2 separate regions of the Urocitellus parryii genome follow, and region 1 is linked to region 2. The links are chromatin contacts, called in public Hi-C maps. All regions are on one chromosome and are shown on one strand. The core of a region is the stretch at or near the end of the contact, and the rest is flanking DNA. Distances in the headings are between cores, read along the strand shown.

Region 1 (3,269 bases), core at 345-2,844, 150 kb after region 2:
AACAACTAAAAAAATTTTTTAAAAACTCTCTTTGGCTTTAAGGCCTGTTGTTTGGCCTCTTGGTGCTAGAATTTATATTCTAACTGTACACTATCCCCAGGGATTCCAGGTGACTTTTTTTTATTGCTCTGACAGGAGAAGGGGCAAGTGCTATCGGTTTCTAATGGGTAGAAACCCTGGATGTTCAACATCCTGCAATGCACACAACAGCCCCTTATATCGAAGAATGACCTTCTCCAAAATATCAATAATGCTGCCATTGAGAAACCCTGCTCATCCTTTACTGGGGTTTGGTGTTCCCATCCCTAAAATGGAAAGTACTGAGCTAGCCTATTTTTTCACAAGGACCCAGTAGGTGAGTTGATATCCTTTCAAAAAAGGATAGTCCTGCAAAGGTAATCATGAAGTCTTTATTATTGGGAATAAATGAAGATGGAAGCCCCAGCAAAGGATAGTGAGACAGGCTGTCAATCTACATCCAAAGGGAGGCAATGAAGACTCTGCACAGGAGGAGGGCTCCAGGGTGGGCTTGTGTTCTGGGCATCCTGGCTCAAGAGGGGCTGGGCTCAATCCTGGAAGTGCAGCATGGGATAGGGAGGGTGGGTGGCCAGGGACTCCTGTCAGCTGCCTTAGCAGGCAGAAGGAGGGAGTTGGAACCAACTGAGGACAGTCCTCACACCCACAGAGCCCTGGGACTCCCACACACGGAATACACACACACACACACACACTCTCTCTCTCTCTCTCTCTCTCTCTCTCTCTCTCTCTCTCTCTCTCTCTCTCTCTCTCCCCCCTTCCCATAGTCCTACCCTCTGCATATACCCCTACCACTCACCCTCAACCATTCCAAGCCTAAGCCGGAAGGGTGGGGCTGGGCTGGACCCGGCAGGCAGCCTTTAAAGGAGGCCCTTTCCCTGAGTCAGCTTTGAAGCCTTCCCCAAGTAGCTGCAGGGCCGGTGCCTTTGTGGGGGGAGGGGAGCGAGGGAAACTGGGGATTCAGGTGGAAAGGGGGATCCGCAGGCACAGGACAAGCAGGAGCAGCCATGTGGACTCCAGGTGGAGGGGGAGAATGTTGGGCAGCACGAAAGCCCAGGGGCCGGTGGGGGATATCCCCAGAGCTGGGGAAGGCCGCCGCGGAGAGAGCTGGCTTGACCCAGGGAGCCCGCAGAGGCGATCAATACCTTAAGGCTTCCTCAAGACCCCCAGGTGCCCCACCTGTACGGCCAGGGGCCTCCCGGAGGACCAGGTGGCTCTGCTGGAAGCCCGGGCTACAGAGAGATAGCTGGAGGACCAAGGGGTCATCCTCCCTTTGCTTCGAGAGTCTCCAGGCTCGGCGGGTAGAGCGAGGACACCGGGTACCCTCACCTGCGACCTGCGCACGTCGGCTCTTAGACCTCCGGGCCACCAAAGGCCAGGTTATCCCGCACCATCAGTGTCTTGCGGAGGTCCCGGTCCACCAGGGGGCGCTGCATGCGCCACTTGTGCGCCTCCTGCAGCCCCGGCTCGAAGTAGTAGATGCAAGCGCCGAAACCCACCAGGATGAGCACGGAGATGACCAGGTAGACAGGCACGAACCAGTCCAGAAAGTGCGGCATCGCGGCGGCTTTGGCTGCCAAGACACGGGCCATGAGAGCTGGTGGAGGGGCCCCTTGTGGCGCCCACCCAGAGAGACCCTCAGAGACCGGGGCCCCAAGCGCCACTTTACACATAGGGAGACTGGGGTCCGGGAGAGCGAGGGGCAGTGCCGGCCTGATCCAGATCATATGGTGCCTCAGCAGCCCAGGCCTTCTAACCACGCACTGACCTGTCCCCATCAACTGGAGACACCCAGCTCCTACTCACCCTATAAGAGGAGGCTTAAGCACAGCTCATAAGCACAGCTCTGACCCTGTCCCTGTCCAGCTGTGTGCCTTTAGGCAAGTTGCCTAACCTCTCTGGGTGTCCACTTCCTCCCCTGTAGAAGGAGAAACTAAAACAGCCCTGGCACAGGTCCCAGTGAGGATTTAGTGTGGTGACCCATCCCCTGATGAGGCCCCAGTAAAGGTGGGGAGAAGCCTCCTCTGGTCTCCCTGTGTCCCTGCGCCCAGCTCTGATTTTGCAGTTGCAATGTCTGCTGTTTGCCAGCTCCCCCATCCCAACAGATGCATGGGTTCCTGGCCACCTACACACCCTGACCAGCTGAGGCCTCATAAAAGCAAATATCCACCCCCAGGGGACCTGCTTCTTTGTAACAGGGTCTGAGCAGGCCAAATTTCATAATTATAAGGCCATAGATGCTAGAATCAAAAGTCCTGGCAAAGTCCTTAGAACCCTGGGATGATAACAGCACCTGGCCTCTAGGGTTTTGGGGACTGCTGAGTGAGTTGATTTATATGAAATGTTGGCACCTAGTAGGTTCTACATAGTAAATTTGTTCTTCTACTCTTACCTTCAGTTTCCTTTAGCTGCAAAACAGGCACAGAAATAGGACCTGTTTCCTAAAGGCACTGTGAATTTTTAATAATTGCCCAAAAGATATCTGAAGTCCTGCTGCCTGGCACAGAATCAGTGCTCAACAAATATTAGCTATTATTATTTCCAGTGAACTAGAGGTGAAGAAAGCAGGAAAGTGGGTGGTAGCAGTGGAAGGTGCTTTGTGCAGCCTGCCTGCTCTCCACACCCTCCGTTTCATCGTGGAACTGCTTGTCAGTCACCTGTGAACACTGCATGTTACGCAGTCCCCAGCTTTTTCTCTGCTTTCATTTTCCCTGGAATATTCTTTGCGTTCTTGGTCACTGAGCAAACTCTTGTTCACACTTCAAAAGCCAGATCACAGATCATCTCCTCCAGGGAAGAAATGAGCAGGACCCATTTAAACCTCCTAAAACTTGCCCAAGGTATAAGAAAGGGGTGGACCCAGGAGCCCCTTCTGTCTGCCTGGCAGGAAGAGCACCACTAGGGTACTTCCACAGACCTCAGGCCAGGCCTGTGGGGCAGGTGTCACTGCCTGTAACTTACAGATAAAGAAACAGAAGTCCAGACAGGATCACTAACTTACCCTGGGATACCCAAATGGGAAGTAGAGGAGCTGGACCCCCAAACCCAGTGAGGTCCTATGGCTTGAGCCCTTCAGGACAGGGAAAGATACTGAGCAGGATGAAATGAGCACAGGCCCACCTGGGCTTCTGGGGAAGCAGGGATGAATGAAATGGCCCCGGAAAGCAAGTTAAGGAGAAGCCCCAGCTCCTCTGACCTCTGTCTCCAAACCAATTTCTCTTGTCCCCCTAATC
Region 2 (3,277 bases), core at 489-2,988:
TTTAGGAATATCAAAACATACCTAAATCTTGAGCAATTAAAATTGTTGGTATAAACTAGAGAACATCAATGGACAGAAACTGATGCTTGTGTTTATAGCTCCTTGAATATGATAGAGGTATACCATTTTGATTGTGTGATAAAAAAAATTCTCAGTGATTAACATAAAATGGTAATTTTTTAAAAAGTATTAATAAAAAAGAACATATTTGTAATCTTGAGGTAGGAAAGACAGTCTTAAATAAGATGTAAAATACTCAGTTTATTATTATTAATTATTATTATTATTATTTGCAGGGCTGGGGATCAAACCCAGGTCCTAGCATTCAGTAGGCAAGCACTCGATCACTGAGCTACAACCCCTTCCCCATATATTAATATATAAATTTCTATATTTAGCCAAGTACATTCATTCACTCCTGTAATCCCAACTACTGAGAAGCCTGAGGCAAAAGAATCAGGAGTTCAAGTCCAGCTTGGGCAACTTAGCTAGATTCTGCCTCATCAACAAATAAATTTCTATAAAACAAAGCCATAAACAAAACTGAAGAGAAAAAATAAACAGGATATATGAAAGCCGGGACAGTGGCACACGCCTATAATCCCAGCAACTCCACCAACTCGGGAGATCCCAAGATCAAGGCCAGCCTCAGCAATTTAGGAAGACCCTCAGTAACTTGGCAAGACCCTGTCTCAGAATAAAAAAGGGATGGGGATGTAGCTCAGGGGCAAAGCGCCCCTCAATTCCTGGTACAAAAATAATAATGAAAAAAAAAAAACGGAGAAAGATTGGGCGATGCAGGATCCTACCCAAGCCAGTTGGGGTCCCACAGCTAAACTCAGCCTTGTCCTTTCTCCCTTCCCCAGTACTTCCAAGGTGCCTGTTACTGAATCTTCAGAAAGACAGAGAGACGCCTACAGGGGAGTCGGGCAGGGAGGCAACTTAATGTGGCAGGTGGAAAGTGCACCATCTGTTTCCTCACCAGTAAAATGGGGATGCTCACAGTACCTGTCTGGCCTATGAGGTTAAACTAACTAGAAAATCCAGTGCACCGCCTGTCATGTTGTTAGCTGTTACTTTTTCCGTTACAGTTCGAGGTTCTCCTTGGTGTTCTGCGAGAAAATGCCAGCAGGCAGCTTCCCAAAACGGATGACTTAAGGTTCTTTCCAGGTTTCTTGCTCAGGTTCCTGGGTTGCTTCTGGGCGAGACCCACGGCTTGGGATGTCAAGTCCTTGTCTAAAATGGAGTGATGCTGTGACCTACCTCCCAGGGCTCAGAAGTGCCCAGAAGCTAAAGCCAGGAGGCGCTCTAACATCTACCGCGCACCGGAAGAACTGATTTTTAGGAAAATAAATCAGCGAACAACCTGTTGCTGCAGAAAGCCGCCACGGTCCAGCCCGGGCGCCTGTATCTACCTCAGACGTCCCCTCACGGTCCTGCTACCCACGCCCAAGCAGTCGACGGGAAACCTGGAGCCCGCGCGCCTAGAAACGCTGCAACTAGGCTCTTGCACTCAGTCCAAGATCCCGAAGCAGTTTCCTGGCGCCCGACAGCCTTTCGGAGCCACAATTCAGCAGCCCAACTGCGGAGCCGCATTTCTGCCAATCAGCGTGCGCCGTTCCCCGAGCCCGGCTACTCCCGCTGAAACAGAGGCTCCCAGCCAATCGGAGAGCCCCGGAGCCGTCCTCCTGCCTACCAGCAGGGGGCGTGGCGTCTCATTGTAGCCAATGAGGACGACATCCACGCACGCGCGCGTGGGAGGCGGCGCCTCAGCAAGATGGCGGCGAGCAGCGTCCGCGGGGCTGTTGCAGCGGCCAGCACCTCCGTGAAGCCCATTTTCAGTCGGGACATGAACGAGGCCAAGCGGAGAGTGCGCGAGCTCTACCGCGCCTGGTATCGGGAGGTGCCAAACACTGGTGAGAGGCAGCGGCGCAGGCGGGGCCCCGGATGCAGCTGCCCAAGGTCTCACGACCGAGCCGAGGTCACTAGCTTGGGCAGAGGCGACTGTGGGTGCTTCAGGGGAAGAGGGTCACTCGAGCTAAGGTGGACCCGACCTGAAGGCAGCGCCGAGGTCAGACCAGTCGTTCCTAGCATCCTACAGAGGTTCCAGGCGCGCTCGGCGCTCTGGTGTCCTGTCTCCTAGTTCTTCCCGAGGCCTAGAGGGAGAGCAGGGACTGTCGGTGACAGACTCATTATGCAGATGAGGCACCTGAGGGCACCGAGAGGCGAAGCGAAGCGTTCTGGCCCGGAACCCAGAGTCAACTCTAGTTCCAAAAGGCAGTTTCAGACACCCATTGGGTTTTATAAACAAAGTGGCCATAGGATTCGGGCAGTCATCCAGTTCCTGTCACCACCAGAAAGTGAACCAGAGAAGGGAAGTGATTTTCCCAAGGTCGTCCGGTAAGCCAGCGACTCCTTTTCCAGTCTCTTCAGGCTAGATGGCTTCCTTGCCCTCCAGTCTCCCAAGACTTGCCGGTCTCCCCACTTCTACCGCAGAACCCCTTCCTTCGCCCAGATGGCAGAGATTCAGTCCGTTTAGCTGAAGGATTAGTATGTAAACTCCCTGTGTGCAGAGCTTGTTTTCTTATCTTGATTTCCCCCGGCTGCCCACTTTATTTTATCCAATAAAGACTGGGGAAAATCCCACCTAAACTTCCAGGGGTAGTACAACTGTGGGACTGTCCATGCTTTGTTATCTTGTTGTTCTTAGTGTGTTTTAACTTGGACCTTCCCTGCTAGTCTGAGGGGTAAGGCATGTTTGAGTGAGTTGGGAGCATTGTAGCACTCTCAGAGCTGACACTTCCCTATCTATGAGAAGCAGCAGAATGTGGAGATTAGAATAAGCCTGCACTCATCTCCAGGCTCTGCCCTTTAGTAGCTCTGTGACCTTGGGCAAGTTATTTCATCTGTGTTTCAGTTTTCTCATCTATAAAATGGGGGTACTGATAGTATCTTCAGAGAGTTACTGTGTTAGGTTAATATATCCAAAGTGCTTAGAACAGGGCCTGACACTTGGTTAACACTTATTAAGTTATTGGCTACTGTTGTTTTTATAGGGCTTACCCTAGAAGGAGCTTCCATGTAGAACCCAGTTCTTTAATGTGGGAACTGTGCTCCACAGTCCCTGTCCTCAGACTGACTTTTTGAGAGATTGCTAGTGACCTTAATTTAAACCCACCTGAAAGAGAGGAACTAAGGAGGACATGACATGGCTGAGGTGAAGATGGAACCCAGGTATTGCAAGTGTCAGGACCCAGCTCTTTCTAAATCATCCCTT

What was found. A called contact is a pair of places that touch in the nucleus more often than the background predicts.
Region 1: a contact with region 2 is called in a Hi-C map of liver, with 5 times the contacts expected there. The contact joins the promoter of Smim45 here to the promoter of Ndufa6 in region 2. A contact is called at or near these places in 2 of 2 Hi-C or Micro-C datasets (liver and muscle).

What each region holds. Positions count from the first base shown.
Region 1 is chr5:7,090,618-7,093,886 of mUroPar1.hap1, forward strand. Smim45 (small integral membrane protein 45) reads right to left here and starts at 1,595. Exons shown (of 1, transcript XM_077798667.1): 1 at 1,389-1,595. The coding sequence starts at 1,595. The coding sequence ends at 1,389.
Region 2 is chr5:6,938,798-6,942,074 of mUroPar1.hap1, forward strand. It overlaps Ndufa6 (NADH:ubiquinone oxidoreductase subunit A6), which reads left to right and starts at 1,739. Exons shown (of 3, transcript XM_026382330.2): 1 at 1,739-1,916. The coding sequence starts at 1,778.